Regions from separate parts of the Rattus norvegicus genome. Here region 1 is linked to region 2. Evidence: chromatin contacts called from public Hi-C data. All regions are on one chromosome and are shown on one strand. Each heading gives the region's core, a stretch centred on a gene start, on an enhancer-like site or on the middle of the called end of the contact. The rest is flanking DNA. Distances are from core to core; before and after follow the strand shown.

Region 1 (4,015 bases), core at 87-2,586, 34 kb after region 2:
TCATCTGCCTTTCTGCTTCCAGAGCTGAGATACAAATGGTTACCATGCCTTCCTATTGCAACATTCTTAAGCCATGGCCTTCTTTAAGCTGTATTTTGTCAAATATTTGTCACAGCGATGAGATGTCACCGATAGGATGACCAGTATGGCTGCCTTTTGTGACTGCCTTAGTTAGGGTCATGTCTCTGTGTGCCCCAGCTTCTGTGAATTCTATTGGGAGCAACACAGTATCCCGTGCTGCTAAGGGGCCTGTGTTGCCTGACTTGAGTCTCTGCAGGGCTCCCTGTGGCTTCTCTGCATGGTCTTTTCTCTGATGTCAACATGGCTGCAGAATTCCCTTATGTGAAACCAGAATGTTAGCTTTGTCATCGAGGACTTGTGCACATCCTCCTGCCTGCCTTGTGGTTCTATCCTGTCCCCTGAATCCTTGGCCTCCCATGACACTCCTGCCCCAAACATTCACCTACCCCAAGCTAGCCTGCTAAAGCATTCTCCAGCAAAGGCAATTCTCTCACCAGAACGGATTCTTATACTAGCTACTAAGGGAATAAAGTGTTCTTCTAACAACCCCCTAATAATAAAGCAACAGAGGTTGAGAGTGATTTATTTTCTTTTAAAAAAATAAATTAGAACAGGCTCAAGGTTATCTTGGTAATAATAGCCCTGTCTCTCTCCCTTGCATTCCAATATGCTGTTGAATGGGAGTGGAAGCAGAGACCTTACAGCTTGCTCAAAAGGAACCGGGCACGGGTGCTATCTGCGCGTTGCAGAGGACAAAAGAGCTCCCGCTACCCTGCCTGATTCCTGACAGTAGTTATCTGGCATCTGTGTCTACATTCCCATAGTCAGATTTTCAACCGCCCAGCAAGCACACGGTGCTTTGGGCAATACTGACAATTCACAAAAGTATTCTTTGTACAGAACTGACATCAGCTTTCTCCAGACTGTGTCTTTGTGTTCTAACTCTATTTACATGAGTTCAGACCTGGCTAATTTCATTTGAGTTATAGCCTTGTAAACTATCCATCTTAAACAGAGATCTGATAAAACACTTTCTCGATTGAAATTTTCACTGGCTCCCTGCTGCCCAGAGGAGAGACTCTTCCAGTGTCCTCCATCAGTTTGTTCAAACGCTGCTTTAAGCTTTCCCTTTTCCTGTCCTAGAAACGTGTATTCCACTCTATTTTTCTTCATCCTTCTATTTGTGATTTCCCTCATCCAGATATCAGCCAAGCCTAGCCCTGCTTAGCTTCCCAAATCAGAGCAGGCCAGGCCCCATCAAGGGGTGCCCATGGCTTTCTAGCCAGTCCAACTCCACGAGTACACATGTTTTATTTATTTACTTCTAATGATCTTTAGCCTTTAATCTTTATTTAACATCTATTGCCTCTGGGACTTATAGGACCTTTGAGATCTCTTATCTTCCTGTTTCCACTAGTCCTGTTGCCATATGGACCTTGAACATTTGAACTATGGGCAGCCAGGTTGAAGCATTCTGTCACCATGAATTAGAAACTGGTTTAAAGGCTTAGTGCAGATTATAAATATCTCATTAGTGGTTTTTAATATTGATTATGTGGTAAAGGGACTAATTTGATTATATTACTTTATCTAGATCATATTGTCAGATTAAGTTTACGTTAAAACCCCCTCAATAGGACTATTATAGAATTAAAATTAAATATGGGCTCACACTATTGGAATGTTATTGGACAGACCTTCTTTAATCCATGACAGGGGCTCAGCTCTAATCACCCTGAATCATCACCACGAGTACTTCCGTTCCTGCTGCTCCCACTGACATGCGCTGGGGCCAGGCACTCAACTTTCCATATTCATTTATAACTTAGCATCTCTGAGTCCATGCCTTTAATCACAGAACTTAGGCAGAAGCAAGCAGTTCTCTGTAAGTTCCAGACTAGTCGGGCATACATAGTGTATTCCATGCCAGAAAGGACTACACAGTGAGACCCTGTCTTGTTCTCCACACACAAATTGAGTGGCTGTACAATACATGCTGCCTTGGTGTTTCTTGTCTATTGCTGTGATAAAATACCATCACTTAAAAGCAACTTGTGGAGGAAAAGGTTTATATTCATCTGACACATCAGGGCAGGAACTCAGGGCAGAAACCTGGAGGCAGGAGCTGATTCAGAGGCCACAGAGGGGTGCTGATTGCTGGATTCCTCTCCATGGCTTGCTCGGCCTGCTTCCTTATAGCACCAGGACCACCTGCCTGATGCTACTCACAATGCACTGGGTACTTCCACATCAATTATCAACCAAGAAAGTGTACCACAGGGATACCCATAGGACAATTCGGTGGGATGATTTTCCCAATTGGTTTTCCCTTTTCCAAAAACTATTCTAGATGGTATTAAATTGACATAAATCTAGCCAGTGTACATGTTAATGAGGTAAAACAGAAAGTGGTTTATCAGGAGAGGTCAGAAATTCAAATGCCTGAAGAATCATGGCGGGAAACACACGGAGTTAACTGGTTTTAACAGACATTGAAGTGCTGAGGACAAGCAAGGGCAGTGGTTCTCAACCCTCTTAATGCTGCGACCCTTTAATACAGTTTCTCATGTGGTGGTTACCCCCAACCATAAAATTATTTTTGCTGCTACTTCATAACTGTAATTTTGCTGTTAGGAATTGTAACATAATCGATGTTGGAGATAGAGGTTTGCCAAAGGGGCGATCGCACAGGTTGAGAACCACTGAGCTGGTGGTTGGGAGTAGGTTTGCAGGGATGATGGCTGCCCAAGGGCCTGATGCTCTTGCTTTGTGTCAGGAGACCAACGACAGAGGAGAAAACCAAGTGTGCTTCTACAGAGCAGCACACTGGGACACACATGGGACTGAGAGTTTCTGCCCCATGAGGCATGAGGAAGTGCTTAGCTCTGACGACCATGCAAAGGTAGCTTGTAATATGTCTGGGCTGTCTCAAAAACTATTAAACTGTCAAGTGTCAGTTGTGAAAGAGTCCAGGCACAGACTAGCTGACAGGCTCCACTGACAACTTTTTTTCATTCTGTAAAGCTTGGAGTTCATGACAGGATCATCTGATGGGAAAATGGCAGTCACCACCACACCACCAACATGGGCATCATTATGTCAACTTGGGGAAGGGGCAGACATCCCCCTGCCTCAGTTGGGTTATTCCTGCAGGGATACAGAAATTGCAGAATTGCAAAAGTACCTGAATTTTCCAGTGAAACTTGACTTTTCTGTGAATTTAACTATTTTTTTTTTAATCTAAAAGGCAAGGCTATGTCATAGAAGAACAAAACAACAGGGGGTATTAGCAGAGGGTGGACCAAGAATGTAGGCAGATGTGTGGGCTTGCAGTGCTCCTAAGTCTCTCCAGAACTGTGCTTTTAAATTTCTCAGTGTACTTCTTCAAGCTTTAGGTTTTTATGGAAAGACTGGAGGGCATGGGAATATAAAAATAAGTTTTTGTTTGTGTTTATCTTGAAAAGATAAACTTTTCAGAAGTGCAAAACATACTCCTGTCAACATACAGGAGATGAAAATGTCTCCTACCCAGGTCTCTATAACTTGGGTATTCTCAGTTAGCCCTTCCTAAGGAGTGTTTTCACACACACAGAGTGATAAGTTCTGTGTAGCCTGCATGTCAGTTAGAAAGTGCTGTTGTAGACGGCCAGTCCACAACCTCGGGAGGACACAGTTCTGCTTTGATGCTTCATTTCCTCAAAATCTAAAATCAATATGCTAACTAATACAAAAGAATTCCAGCTTAGAATTATTAAGATTTATTTCTTCTCATCCAATAATACTCACTAGTCTGTGGTCACAACATCAGAGGTGGTTATGGATGGGTGATTACTCACTGAGCATGAAAACAAACACAGATGTGTAAAAATGCACCCTTCTTTCTTTTTAATTTTTACCCATAAAGCAAGCACCTGATACCAGTGTCTATTTATAAAGTGGCTTTTAAAAGTCACCTGTCAAGGGTATGCCAGCAATAGAGAATTATTAAAAATTC
Region 2 (3,685 bases), core at 883-3,382:
TCATTTTGGGTTCAAACCCACCTCTATAGTACCCACCACTGAAGGCCTGAAAAAGAAATTGAATTGGAAGGAAAGACTAATGAAGTAAGTGGAAGGTTGGTTAAATCAGTAAAGAAAATGGTGCATTTCGGGGAGCACTACAGGTGGACTTCTCAAGGCATTTTAGCTTGATAAGTGGTAGCCAACTTAACTGTTATAAGAGGAAACATCACTTCTTGGAACTAAACTGGAAGTGTCTTGAGAACATAAGATGGGGGGAAATGAATGAATGGAAAGCATTCTCATCCATGTTCCAGATAAAAACTTGATCTTCATAAAACAGCAGAACCAAGTTATCAAAAGAAGACCCGGAGATCTTTTATCTACAAGATTCAAGGCATCCACTAAAAGAGGACTTTATGATAGGGGAAATTATGCCACCAGAACCTTAATCTTAGTAGAGATCATGTACACCAAGGTTTTCTGCTACTGCCCAAGCTATCAGTGTCATGACCTCTCGAAGTCCTGAGTAGCGTAGCAGCAGCTGTCTGCATTACACGTAGTTCAGATTCGTTATTAATCACTACGGGTATGATTTTTGAATGCAGTTATAGCTAACATCATTGAAATACTATCCTATGTGACAAAACAGACAAGGGACAGCAGGTGGACAGATACTAAAGTCAACAGCATGTCTATTAAAGTTAATTGTTAGCTATCTTTCATAGTACTAAACCTGTCAAGGTTACCCACCCTCAATTGTCTCATGGGAAAACCAATTTCTAGTGTGGACCATTGCAGGGTTTACAACTCCCCACTGAACTTCATGGACCTGCGGAATTCAGATTACAGGGAAGCTCCAGGCTTCAGATACAGTTAGCAAAAAGGTTGTCTTACAGATTTTGGTAGACTCTGAAAAACTTGTTTTACTTGAGGCTCCACATGCTTCATGGCTTGTAAAACATAACGGCCTAAAACCAAAAGCAACAGAATAAGCAACTTAATCCATAACCAGTCTACTTTTCTTTCACCCCCAAACCATACAAACCTGCAAATCCTGCAGCAGCAATGGTCAATCCGACTGCTACCACTGTACTGGCCTGGTAATGGAAGAAAAGAGTAAATCTTCACTACTATTAATTGCTGCCTATTCTGCATCCAGATTCATTACGGCCTTCATTTTGGTGAAAGGCGGGTTCTTTTTTTTTAAAAGCAGGACTAGGAATGGAACCTAGTGTATCATACAAGCTAGAAAGGCGCCTACCAACTCCAGCCTTTGTCAAAGTTACAACACTTTTATTCTGAGGTGGATCTTGCTAAATTGACCAAGCTGCCAACGAATTTACAATTAGCTCTCTAAGCAGCTGGGATTATACAGAGTCCAGCTCCAGGCCTGCTGGAAGAAACATTTTCCTGATTTCTATTTCTATTGTGCCTTTAAAGTTACTATAAATTGATACACATTGTGCACATTGGTGGACTGCATTTAATGCCAGCAGTTGGGAGACATTGGCAGGTGAATTTAAGTACGTTCTGCGACAGCCAGGACTAAAAAGTGAAACCCTGTTTCAAAAAAAAAAATTAAAACCACTGCAATTTTTATCTACAATATTGTCACGGTATGGGATTATCACTAAGAAGGGTAAGTCATCTTTACCCACAACAGTAAGAGGGGGTGATTTTCCAGTCGTCGGGGATAACTTAACCGGCAGGCACTTGAACCTCATTCTAGTTTAAAAAAAGACCGGTGGAAAGATTTTTTGCTGGATCAGGAAACGGTGCTTGCAAAGGCTTCCTGAAAGATTCCCATAAAGCATTTCCACCGTAAGGAGGGGAGGAGTGCGGTGGTGGTGGTAGTGGTGTAACAGCCCGACCTTCCAGGAGGCGCAAACGTTTGCCTGCAAATAGTGATGATGGGTGTCAGCTGGAGCCACCGGAGGCCGGAGCAAAGGTCTGTCTCCGCATCCGCCCAGGCCAGACAGCGCCCTTTCGGAGCCTGTCAGCGCCGACCACTCACCATGACTCCACTTCGCGGCTCGGCACCGCGGGCTCATCCCAGCGCGAGCCCACCGCCACAGTACGCTTGAGTAGAACGATAGGGCCGAGCCAGCACTGCCGCCACTTCCACAGCGCCGCGCAACACGGCAGGGGCGCCGTAAAGTGCGTCGGAACTGTCGCACAAAGTGCTGCAAAAAGGGGCCCAGCAACTGGGGTTGACTGAAAGGTCGGACCGGGGCGGGACTTGCCATGCCCTCTGCCCTGGACTCCTGACTCGGAAGTCTAATACCCCGCCCTAAAACAGGTTTTCCCGATAAAACATATCTTCCTAACTTTGCTTAATATAGGTTATGTGAAAGTAGCGTTGTTTTTCGGATGAGGCATTAATTTTGTCTTCTGTGCCAGTAGATGTCAAGAAGCCACAAGACCGATCTTCGTACTCTACAGACATCTTTCTTCTTCTGGCTTAGAACGTAGATCTATAAACAGATCCGAAACTATGTGGAAAATTATTTTTTCCAGTCTTAATTCTTTTCATCTCTCTTCCTGATGTCTGCTTCGGACCATGTGGATTTGTTCGATAAAAATACAGCTTCTGCTGTGTGTTCATTGTTTGCTTTTTTCCCTTCTGTTTTAGCCTGACTTACTATTTTTCTAAGTATAAGAATGCTTGTACCTGTATTGGTCACAGCATGTGGTTGGTTGGCTCAAGGATGGCAAATGCACTTGACCAGAATGAAAGTGACTAGGAATTGTCTTTCGGCTCTATGTTGTGAGAATATAAAAGCCTTATGTGATCTCAGGGGAAGCTAGAAACTAAGATAGCTTTACGAACTGTTCTCTGCCAATGAATTCCTGACAGTCCATTTCATTTTATCTTGGCAGTATTTGCCTGCTGCCTTCCCAAGGTTCTCCCTTTTGTAGTCAGAAGTCCTTTATGTGAATGTATCATATTTTGCTTATCTTCCTGTTTCTCATGGCTTGTTTCTGTGGTGTAGCTGTTGAGAATGCCATTTCTGTGGGCATGGGTGCACAGAAACTAGGCTGAGACATTTCCATTCTGTTGGCTAGGTGGGCAGAAATAAAATCCATGCATCCTGTGAGAATCATACCTTTACTTGCTGTCATGACTTGAATATGAACTGTCTCTCAGAGACTCAAGAGAGAGAGAGAGAGAGAGAGAGAGAGAGAGAGAGAGAGAGTGTGTGTGTGTGTGTGTGTGTGTGTGTGTGTTTGTGTGTGTGTTAAAAACTCATGGCAGGGATGTGTTAGAGGTAGAGCTTTGGGAAGGTAACTGGATCACAAGGGCTCTAAGAAGATCAATGGATTAATCAGTTATGGGTCTTGGCTTGGTGGACGGTTTGGAGGTGATGGGGACTTAGCTGAATCATAGTTATGCAGAGCAGGTCCTTGTCTCTAGTTCCTCCCTTTCTTTGCTTCTTGGCCATCATTCATCTCTGCTGTAAGTCCCTGTGTTCCCCCATCCCAAAGTTCTGCTTCACCACACATCCAAAAACAATGGAATCAGATGACCATGGATTGTCATCTCTGAGACTGAGCCAAACAGGTCCCACCCACCCCCACCCCCCGCAATATGAGTTAATTCTGTCAGTCATTTTGCCACAGCAAATGAAAGGTGACCAATATAGTTCCTGCAAAGGAAGGTAGTTGGTGGATGAGGGCCTCAATCCACATCCTTGCCCACATT

What was found. Hi-C and Micro-C count contacts between places; a contact is called where the count stands out from the background.
Region 1: a Hi-C map of liver shows a contact between it and region 2, with 3 times the contacts expected there. The contact joins the enhancer-like site here to the promoter of Dnajc19 in region 2. A contact is called at or near these places in 3 of 12 Hi-C or Micro-C datasets (kidney and liver).

Annotation. Positions count from the first base shown.
Region 1 is chr2:118,906,010-118,910,024 of GRCr8, forward strand. The region is part of intron 1 of LOC103691527 (a long non-coding RNA gene); the gene reads left to right. Among named protein-coding and RNA genes, the nearest start is that of Dnajc19, 35 kb to the left of the region's middle. Within about 2 kb of position 1,337, at least 3 of the 93 cell types and tissues checked have an H3K27ac peak or open chromatin away from gene starts, as enhancers often do. A contact at or near this core is called in liver, where this site is marked.
Region 2 is chr2:118,871,355-118,875,039 of GRCr8, forward strand. It overlaps Dnajc19 (DnaJ heat shock protein family (Hsp40) member C19), which reads right to left and starts at 2,133. Exons shown (of 6, transcript NM_001134640.1): 1 at 1,997-2,133; 2 at 1,028-1,079; 3 at 877-950; 4 at 1-46. The coding sequence starts at 1,999.